3 separate regions of the Hordeum vulgare genome follow, and regions 1 and 3 are each linked to region 2. Evidence: chromatin contacts called from public Hi-C data. All regions are on one chromosome and are shown on one strand. The core of a region is the stretch at or near the end of the contact, and the rest is flanking DNA. Distances in the headings are between cores, read along the strand shown. Region 1 holds the start of LOC123399128 (protein MICROTUBULE BINDING PROTEIN 2C-like). Region 2 holds the start of LOC123452213 (pentatricopeptide repeat-containing protein At3g12770-like). Region 3 holds the start of LOC123399089 (phosphatidylinositol 4-kinase gamma 5-like).

What was found. Hi-C and Micro-C count contacts between places; a contact is called where the count stands out from the background.
Region 1: a contact with region 2 is called in a Hi-C map of seedling, with 4 times the contacts expected there. The contact joins the promoter of LOC123399128 here to the promoter of LOC123452213 in region 2. A contact is called at or near these places in 2 of 6 Hi-C or Micro-C datasets (leaf and seedling) and 1 of 1 datasets of contacts at active chromatin or transcription factors (embryo).
Region 3: a contact with region 2 is called in a Hi-C map of seedling, with 3 times the contacts expected there. The contact joins the promoter of LOC123399089 here to the promoter of LOC123452213 in region 2. A contact is called at or near these places in 5 of 6 Hi-C or Micro-C datasets (leaf, seedling and an unstated tissue).

Annotation. Positions count from the first base shown.
Region 1 is chr5H:471,412,466-471,415,951 of MorexV3_pseudomolecules_assembly, reverse strand. It overlaps LOC123399128 (protein MICROTUBULE BINDING PROTEIN 2C-like), which reads right to left and starts at 1,310. Exons shown (of 5, transcript XM_045093552.1): 1 at 1,110-1,310; 2 at 950-998; 3 at 349-630. The coding sequence starts at 1,186.
Region 2 is chr5H:470,984,071-470,987,449 of MorexV3_pseudomolecules_assembly, reverse strand. LOC123452213 (pentatricopeptide repeat-containing protein At3g12770-like) reads right to left here and starts at 1,502. Exons shown (of 1, transcript XM_045128823.1): 1 at 1-1,502. The coding sequence starts at 1,502. It overlaps LOC123399101 (transcription factor BIM2-like), which reads right to left. Exons shown (of 11, transcript XM_045093523.1): 3 at 2,370-2,651.
Region 3 is chr5H:470,678,340-470,681,820 of MorexV3_pseudomolecules_assembly, reverse strand. LOC123399089 (phosphatidylinositol 4-kinase gamma 5-like) reads left to right here and starts at 1,659. Exons shown (of 2, transcript XM_045093510.1): 1 at 1,659-1,921; 2 at 3,426-3,481.

The sequences.
Region 1 (3,486 bases), core at 61-2,560, 430 kb before region 2:
AATGACTATAGGCTCACAAAACATGATGTGCACTTGTATATGTAACTGCATCATTTTCTGATTGTTTTCGAATGAGATATTACTTAAGACACATCGCCTTTTATATCAGAGGACACATACAGATACAGCGCAGAGACAAAAGAAAGAGAGGCAAACTTTGTCGTCTAAATGAGTAGTGTCTAATAGCAATCATCTTCGTCAGTGTAAATTTTACATGAAGCAGTAATGTGGTGCTAGGATGGTTTTTTCCTCAATGAAGGCGCCGTGTAACTGGTTAAGCAGTAAAATAGTGCTCTACAAATATAAACTGCAGCGATGTGCCAAAAGTACCAAGAGAGTCCAGTATACCTTTGCGCAATGCAACTCGGAGCCAGTAGATTCGACCAGCGATTCCTTGTCATTAAGCTGGCTTCTCAATTCGTCGACCGCTTCGTTCGCGGCACTGACCCTGCCAATCAAGTTCTCCGCGGACCGCAGAGCTTCGTCCTTCTCAAGCAGCTTGTCTTGCAGGCCACTGAGCTGCTCCTGCAGAGCAGCGCGCTCTTCCCTCTGCTTCTGCCCCTGATCCGGCTGCTGCCGCCTCTTGGCGGGCGTGGTTCTGGTTGGCTTGACAACCTTTGGCTCAGGAACCTGCACATGTGGTAGATGTTGGCATAGATCAAAACCACCAGTACAAACAGTAACAACCACCACTAACAAGCGCGCGTATCTAGTTTTGGCAGGTGCAGTGAGCACTGTTTCAGGACAGTTTCCTGCTGCTGGTGTCCATTCACACCGGGCCTTGCAGGAGCACAATGCCGACGCTCCTCGCCTCCAAGGACAGGCTCAGGCTTTGAGCACCCAAGAACCCAGCATTTGCGGAGCTAGACAAAGAAGCGATTCGGAAAGCTAAAAGCTGCTTGAAAAGGAGATTTAGAGCGGGGTCAAGGAGGCCTCTCCTCTCGCTCACCTTCTTGGCCTGATGCGGAGCCGCCGTGTACGCCATCGACACCACCCTCCTGCACCGAGAAACACGGGGGGAAAATAGAGTCAAGGACGGCCCGAGCAGACCCCGGAAGGAAATTTCAAACGGGGCCCCGGGCGGAAATGCAGATCGAGGGCAATGGGACCTGGAGGAGGGCGCGGAGGGGGCGAGCCCGCCCCGGATCCTGGACCTGGAGGCCGGGCCCGCCGTCTTCTCGGCCATCTTGGTCTTCTCCGGCGGCGGCGGCGGCGGCGGCGGAGGGACGGGCGGCGCTGGGAGTGGACTGCGGGCGTGGTGGACCGGTTCTATGACGGAGTGCGCTGCTACCACTGCACTCGTGCCTGCGTCGTGGACCCGCGGGGTGGGGTGGGCTATGCCCGATACCGGCCTACCTGGGGGATTTTGTTCTGGGATTTACTCCACTTCGTATTTGTTTTTAAAAACGTTTTTCGTTGAGGATGAGTAAATGCTTCGCAGTCGTGTCGCCGTCGAGCAACATTCCGCCTGGGGAAAATATGGGGAACCTACGACGTGTCGGCCACCGCAGGAACTGTTTTTCTTTTTAATTTTGAACTGTCAAAAAGGTTGTTAGGTGCAAGTATGGGTCGCTTTCGCCGTGCCTCCCTCCTTTCTCGTTACCGGTCTCTTCTCTCGAGTAGCACCCATTTTTCTCAAAAAAATTATACGGTCTGTCCTTACATTTTTTACGATAATACGTATCTTATTTATGTCATAAATATTAAATTATAAATCATGTAAAGACTGATATGATAAAACTAAAAAGATAGTAAAATTTGTTGAGCTTGATATCAACATCCGTCATCTGCCTTCGGCACCACCACAATAGTCACCAAAGAAAAAACTGACAGATCACTTCCTTACCCGAGCTCGACGCGACTTCATCGATGATATACAGCCTTGCGGACCTTCAATGTGGCTCACCAAAGATGAAGCCATTGTCGTTGAAAGAATCTGATCGGGGCAACACCCTGGACACGCCATGGAACTCCAAATCTAACACTCCGCCACGACTATGACGCGGGAGGAGGAAACCATACGTGTCATCCATCAACCACGAATCCATCATACGTTTCATGTTCCAGATATCATCGATGCATACCACAATATGCATCCGCTCCTGGACTACCTCTCAAGCTCCACGCCGACGCTGCAACAGACACCGTCGCAATGACAGAGCCCGATGACACAAGTCCACCACAAGAATGCCGTCGCTGCCACGATATCCTCACTTGAACACACTGGTTCCCAAATCCATCATCGACCATAAAGACGATCGCCTCGCCGGAGAAGAATTTGGAGCTTCTTTATTCAGCATCGCCCTCGCTGCCGTCGAAGCCAAGACATTGGACGATCCAAAACCTAAGCTACTAGGGCCCTAAACCCAAAGCAAAAAACGATCCGCGTGCATGGGATCTCACGACCCCTCTCACGACCGACGAGCCAAGAGGTCATCGGCGGAGGAGAGCCGCCGAAAACGGTGCCTAAAGATTGGTTCTCTTGGCGACGACGACTATGGTTTCTCGTCTGCCCCGATTTGTCCTTTTAACTTGCGGGCACACACCTCACTAACCCTTCTATTTGAAAATTTCCTCAACACAATCTTTATACACGAAATAGATAAAAAAATATGGTTCTCCATACGCCCCCTCTACGGAGCGTCGTGCTACCGAGACGTACCCCTCTCGCGCCCGTGGCAAACATTTTGCATACAACCCCCTCATCTTGCTCAAAATTAACCCGCGTGCCACCGCTTACGACATTGATGTGAATATGCGATAGAGTTCACCAAGACAACACATTTTCATTTGTCGTCCATCCCAACCCTACGTCGTGCTCGAAGGCGACGACGTCGTGGGGTGGTGCAAGATGATAGTTGTTGTGGCCTCAACCACACATGCTCGAGCATGGGGGATCTAGCGCGGTTGGCGACAACATTCTCGCAACCCCGCATCTCAGTTCATGTGATGGGCATACGATGGCCGGAGCAAACCCCTCTCGCGATATGGTCCATTGCCACTCAAAAAACTACGTTGATTCTGTTCACATGGACCTCAAATGTGAAGGTTTCGACTGCGTTAGTTCAGTTTTAATCATGAATCACGTTTGATTCGAGCTCGTTCGCCCAGGGTTTACTTTGCTTCATATGGTTTTAGTCCACTGTCTTAAAATTTCCGATTTTCTTCATTTGGCACATGAAGGTAGTGATTTGTACACGTAGAGCTAGTGCATGTTGGTTTTTCTTTCATATCGGAGCGATTAGGTCATATCTGAATGGAATTTTATTTGTGTGATGCTAGGGAAACTTTTTGTCATTGTTGGAAGAAATGATAGAGGAGTTGGGGTATGAGACTACATGATTAATAGAACATATATGTTGCTTCGAGGAATGCAAATGAATGAGCATGGACTAACATTTATTAAAGATAGAAATTACACCACCCGCATCAAGCCAATGGTTACAATGGGGCACAAATATCTGATGTCCCATCTTGATCATGTGA
Region 2 (3,379 bases), core at 253-2,752:
CGAGGCTCGATCTTGTGGTCGGGTTTCATGGAATGAAAGTAGAACCACCCTTTCTCCACAGCACCCGCATGGTTGCATGCTGACAAAAGCCCCAAGAAAGTCACATCATTTGGTTTCACCCCTGCGAGCTTCATGTCCTCAAACAGGCCAACGGCCTCAGCGAGATGGCCGTGCGCCCCATAACCTGAGATCAATGCACTCCAGACTACAACATCCCGCTCTTGGGCATGCATCTGTTCAAAGACTCTGCGTGCATGGGCAATGCTCCCTGACTTAGCGTACATATCAATCAGCGCTGTGTTCACGAGAACATCCTCCCTGCACTCACTGCGGCGTACATAATCCTCCATCCATACTGCAAGCTCGGTGGAGCCGAGCTGAGCACATGCCATGATCACCGACCGCAATGTGACAGAATCAGGGCTCATGCTCCTTGCAAACACCTGCATCTGCTTGAACAAATGCACTGCCTCGCTGGCAAGCCCATTCTTCGAGTAACCAGATATCATGGCATTCCACAGGATCACATTTACCCGTGGGGGCGGGATCCTGTCGAAGAGTGCCCTTGCAGCCACGATGCAGCCAAACTTGGCATACATGGCCGTCAGCGTGGTCACAACATCTTGTTCATCATCAAAGCCACCCTTGACTACCAAGGAATGAGCTGATTGGGCACCTGGCAAGTCATCAAGCTCCATGTACGCCTTGAGGACTGTGACGAGCAGCACAAAATCAGGACGGACATCACAGCACATCATCGCTGCAAACAGCCGCAACGCTTGCAAGGGACTGCCACTTTGCACGAGCCTGGAGATGAGAGAGGTCCAGGAGACAACGTCCCTTTCGCAGTCACGCATTCCATCGAACACACGGCGAGCACGGCCGGCATCCCCGCAGGAAAAGTACATGGGGATGAGTGAATTATGTAGGAATCGCGTGTCTCCGTCAGTCAGACGTAACCCGTGGGCATGGGCTACGCGGCCAGGGACAGACTTGAGCACATCGCCAATGGCAGCAGCCGGCGGGAGGAAGGCCGGGTGGCCCGCACGGAGAGCGAGGTAGTGGCGGAGCGCGAGGGAAGTAAGGCGGAGGCGGAACGCGAGGCGGGAGGCAGCGTGGAGAAGGTGCGGGGGCGGGCGGGGAACGTGGTCGAGCAGATGGTGGGCGAGGGGACGGAGGCACGGGGACGGACGGACGCGGCAGGCAGCGCGCAGCAGCAGGAGCGCAAGCCCCGGCGAGCCGCCGAGGAGGCGGCCAGAGACCAGGAGGTGGGCGTGGAGCTGGTGGACGTGCGACGGCCGCACGCACCGCGCCTCCATCGCCATCAGCTCGCGCCAACTCCTCCGTTTCCACTCTACACGAACACTGCCTCCCCTGAGAGTACAAAAATGGGGGCTTTCTAGCAAAAAACGAAACAGAAGAAGAAAAAAAAAACAGAAACAGAAGCAATCGGGATGGACAAGCCTGCGCGCTCCCGAGAACGAAATTGCTCGTGGGTTATATCGGAATTGCGGTACCTTGCAGCGAGGAGGAGACCTCGCGGCGCGCGGCGAGGCCGTCGTCGTCGTCGAAGCCGGCGCCGCCGCTGGATCTGGAGCCGGAGTCCATGAACCCTCCGCCGCCGCGCCGCTTCCTCTCCACCGGGTGCTTCCTGGACGCGGTGGCCGCCTGCCCGGCGCCGGCGAAGGGGAGCGACCACTGGTGGTGGTTGTGGCCTGCAACTGCAAGGTGGACGACAGAGACAGGGACTCCTTTAGCTCTCGTTCCCGGCCCTTTACCCAACAGCGACACGGAACAAAGCAGAAAAAAAAAAAGTGGCCCACACGCCACTGGGAACGCCCAGGATTTGTGGGGACGGACGGCGTGCGTGTAGCAGCAGAAGGATAGCTATTGGGCCGAAAACCGGCTGTTCACGTGGGGTGCAAGGACAGGCTCATCAGTTGCACGGGCCGTAGGCCCCCTTTCCGACGACCCATTATCCCGGCCCACACAGGGAGGCCCAGCTTGTACCTCGTCCTCTCTGTCGGAAGAAAAAAAAGGAGTGCTGCACGTAGCAAAAGTGCGACTACGGAGGGAAGGGTGTCACGGAGACATGCCAGCGGCTACAGCACACGGTAGGTAGGTAGGTACTGAGCTGTGCGCACTGACGTGGTGAGAGGGGGAAGACGACGTGATCCACGTGCGTGCGTGCCTGCGTGCGCCCGGCACGTCGACGTCGATCGACGACCGGAAAGCAGAGGCCCGGCCCCGGACCCGGAGGCGTAGCAGCATCTACAACCGCTGGCTTTCACCAGAGCTCACGGGCAACGACGGCCGGAGAGAGAGAGAGAGAGAGAGATGATCATCGGCTAAAGGCTACACGTGCTAACCTTGCGCTCTCGGTGGCTGTGATGCCGTGGGCTGGCCCCAGAGCACGAACGGCGGCGGCTCGGGCTTGACGACCACCACCGCGGCGGCGGCGGCGGACGGCTGCGGTCCGGCGGCTCCGGGCGCCTGCTGGCTGACGCTGAACGTGCCGATGCCGCCGGGTAGCGCGTGCTTCGTCGTCGTCGCCTGCTGCTGCTGCTGCTGCTGCCTGTCCGCGCCGGACGGTGCCGACGCCGCCGGCTTCTCCAGCGGCTGCAGGAAGTCGTGCGTCTTCAGAAAGAAACCTGTAGCAATTTTTTTGCTTCTCAGTATTCAGCAGCAATATAACATAACTAAACTCGTCATCAACAAACCAAAAGGAAAAAAATTATTAATAATTCTGCCTTTTTTTTGTGCTAGACTGCTAGTAAGAAGAATGAACCAATTTCGCAGGAAAAAAAAAGAGAACGAACTAACACAAGGGTTGCGCTGGACTAATCATGATTAAGCTCGTGGCCTCGTGGGGTGTAATCAAGGTGGGCCCCCGGGCCAGATAGGAAGGATGGAGGCAGGGCGGGCGGGGGAAGCCAGGCGTCGACGGCCGCCGCTTGCGTCCAACCCACACGTGATCCGCTCGCCGTTGCTTCTGGTTGTCGCTTCGTATCGCCAACTTGACGCGAAAATTTGAACCCCCCAATCATGGGTCGCACGCAACAGTGACGACCAAGCATGTTCGTGCGCTGGTTAATTGTTTACGCGCAGTGGCCTTCCTTCCAAGGTTGATCTCCAAGCAGTTGCCCCAAGAGAAACAAATTCGACTCACAGCTCGGTCGATTACATTCCTCACGAACGAAACCTGGGCGCAGTTTGGACCTGCCTGCCCCCCACAGATCATGATCTAACTGCTCTTTGTCTCTGGCCTGCGTAGCTGCCAATTCGATCGAAGTTGGCTGGTCTAACTACTAGGAAAGTACTAGGAATTAATCCGTCGTCCCCAGAGAGAGAGAGAGAGGGAGAGAGAGAAGAGGGGAAG
Region 3 (3,481 bases), core at 410-2,909, 310 kb after region 2:
AAACTAACGTTTTTAAAAGAGACCACACTAGGAACAACACATAAACAAGACAACGACTTTATGAAAATGCATATTCAGAGACCATCTTGAAGGAATGTGGTCCATAAATGGGTTGATGTTTGTGGTTGCGCCTGTCATTCTCTCAATAAAGTTGAGGGTTGTAAAACATACCCTCTCTGTTATGATGAATAGGGTGTATTTCGTTTCGTTAAGACAAGACTTTTATCAACAATTGTCCTTTTAACATTTGATTTATGTGATGCAAAATCACTATCATACACAAAGTACTTTTAAATACGAATCCAATGAGACTAATTTTATGTCATATAACCTTGTATTTATGGAGTGTCTAAACGTAATCGTCGGTCAATTGGTCAAGTATATGTCTTACCAAAACAAAATATGCCTTACCTTGAAGAATGGAGGTAGTAATAGAGAAAATTATGATGTGGTACTCAATAACGAATCCCAATCCAAGCAAACAACCACAATATCCATTAAACTTAACCTGCCAAAAAATACAAACATGGTCGCTTAAGGAATGGGACAAAACAAACATTGAAATATTACGCTCAATTAATTTGTTTGTAAAATTCTAATGCATCAATAGAGTACGAGCCAATGCCATTCTAATTATATAACACATTAAAATATTTTTATTTCATAAGCACAAAGGCGCAAATGATCACATAGACAAACACATAAGCATCGCTACGAAACACACACACACAAATCCATGTGGGCATCTTCGAGAGACTAGATCATTATATTTTAAGATTGATAAAGTTACTACAAACGCCTCATACTTCACGGACACACCGTACCATTGAAAGAATATCATAAAAAAGGCCTGATTTTTTTTTTAAATGCAACCACATGGCATAACACAATACACAAAATTGGATCATACTCCTTTCCCTCACAAATATAAATGTTTTAAGATATTCTACTACATACTAAGCAAAATGAATGAATCTACACTCTAAAGTATGTTTATATAGATTCGTATGTAGTCTCTGGTGAAATCTCGTATACAAGACTTATACATCCTTCGTTTTAAATATAAGTCTTTATAGATGTTTTAATATAAAATACTTTCCATGTATCTAAATAATTATAGTTGAAAAGAATTAGACTAGTCATTTTCAACTACAATTATTTAGGTATAGAAAAATATATATACATACCAAAATAAATAAATTTATATTTTAAAATATATCTATATACATTTATATGTACTCACTCCGTCCCAAAATAAATGACTCAAAAGTAACTCTACTTTTTACTAAATTTAATTTAAAACTGAGTTATTTTTAAGTCACTTATTTTGAAATGAAGGAAGCAGTTCGTAGTGATATCTTTATTTTTTATATATGTAGGCAGATGGAGTATTTAGGAATGAGGGAGTAGCTCAGATGATCACGCGAGCCAGCGCATACACACTCTCTAACAGACTCATAAATACAGTACACCACCCCCTTGAGTGATCCAAAGCAGCGACGTAGTACAACAATGCGCAAGTGGCAAAATTTCTTGTCGTGACCCCAGGAGGCAAGACCCCCGCAAACTCCATCCCACGTAATAGCTCCATTTCGGAGGGGCTAAACCGCAAATGTGGCTGGCTATAAGAGAGGCGCGAAGGGGTCGGCTTAACCACGGGAGTACTAGATTAACCCGTCCCTCTGGTCTACCTCGAGTTAAGCCACACCCCCAGTGAGCAAGGCGGAGGAAAAATAAATTATACCCGGAAAAGGACAAACGAATCGCGCCACCGCGGGGAGGAGGAGGAGGAGGCGTACGGCGCGGCCGCCCGCCGTCGGATCTGCGCCGGCGACTCGCCCGGCCGCCCGAGGAGGAGGAGGTGGCGGCGTCGCTCCGCCCCGTTCCCCGCCTTCGAGCTGCGCCCAGATCCGCCCCGCCGGTGAGTCCTGCAACCTCGGCCTCGGCTCGCGCTGGGACAGTGAGTGGGATGGACGCTGTAGCCTGTCGGGGATAGTGCGGAAACTGGAGCTGCGTGTGCCGCTCCTACAGAAATGTGCATCGGCTGGAGATTTCGCCTTGTTTTGCTCTCGTGTTCGGTTCAGCGCCCGATCTCCGAGCCATCGTCTGAGGGTTTGGGTCTCTTAGGTTCTGATTCTGAGTTGCGGAAGGATTTGAGAATGCTTGCGATGCGTGCCTGGTGCTGTGTCCTCTGTTACTTTTTCGGGTTTTTTTTTTCAGTCGAAATGCGTGGGATTTGGTGGTTCGTCCAATCGATTGGGAACACGCAGGATCCATGCGCGGTTCGTATGTTTAAGCTGTTTACTCACGAATTTTATCCTGTCAAGTTAGTAGGATCGTGTGGGATGCGCTGCTGCGAGGTTTTATCCGAGCTCATGCTTTGTCCGTTTCCCTACTACAGTAGTGTTGTCAAACCATCTAGTTGATCTGAACAATTTGATACATGCAGCGAGGAGGGACCTTTTTCCGCTATAATTCTGACTAGCTTGTTTTTATCTGGGTACGACCGATTGTTTTGCTGTGTATGTTTTGGTGAGGGATATTTGTGGGTTCAGTGATGAAACTCTGAAGTTTTAGATCTACCTATGGCTAGTGAACTATACCGACTGAGATTAGTTTAGGAACAACTATTTGCTCTCAACCACTGCCTGCAGATCTACTACTGTTTCTTCTGCTATGCAAGTGGTCCTTATGATATTTTTTTATTAGCCCAGGATAAGGCGATATCTTCTCTTATGAACTAAAAAAAAGTTTATCGTACGCAGTCATGAATCATGAGCATAAGGATTATTTTTCGTTATGAGCAGCTGTTTACAGTTTCGATTGTTCTATTCCTGCCAAGAGTGGGAGCTAGCCTTCTTTTTGTGAATTGTGTTCTGAAATTATAAATATTTGTATCGAATGATGATACTACATGAATGAAGTTGAGATTTACAGTCTTCTGTCCTGCCTGGGATGTACGGTTATTGATTAAGTGAAGATGTGGAATCTAGATGTAAGGCTTGAAGAATTGTCTAGTGCATTTAAACTTTAATATGCTTAGAAACTACCCTGGGTGTATTAAGCTAGTAGTGTTAAGAATTCTAATGACGCCATGCTATCATTTGCTATGACACAAGACGTACTACAAAATCAGATATACTGAAATGAGCAAACAAGAAGATCCAAAGAGGCTTTGTTTTGTGGCAGCAACTTGAGGCTATTTCACGGTGATCTAGACTATTTAACTCGAAAATTTGTAGGAAGTCATGCCATTACCGTCTAACATTTCCTTCTGTTTTGCTTCTGCGTCCTTCTCATCATGATATATGTCCGCCATACTTCCTAAATATTTCCTGGTTCTATATTTCTAAAATTTATACCTAGAAAGCTTATCTTATGCAAGACCTACGGTATTCATGGTTCATTTTTTCTTTCTTTTGCAGGGTATCTACCACTTAATTGTGAGATAGAGTGCTTTCAGTTGATGCAAGAGGGTGTG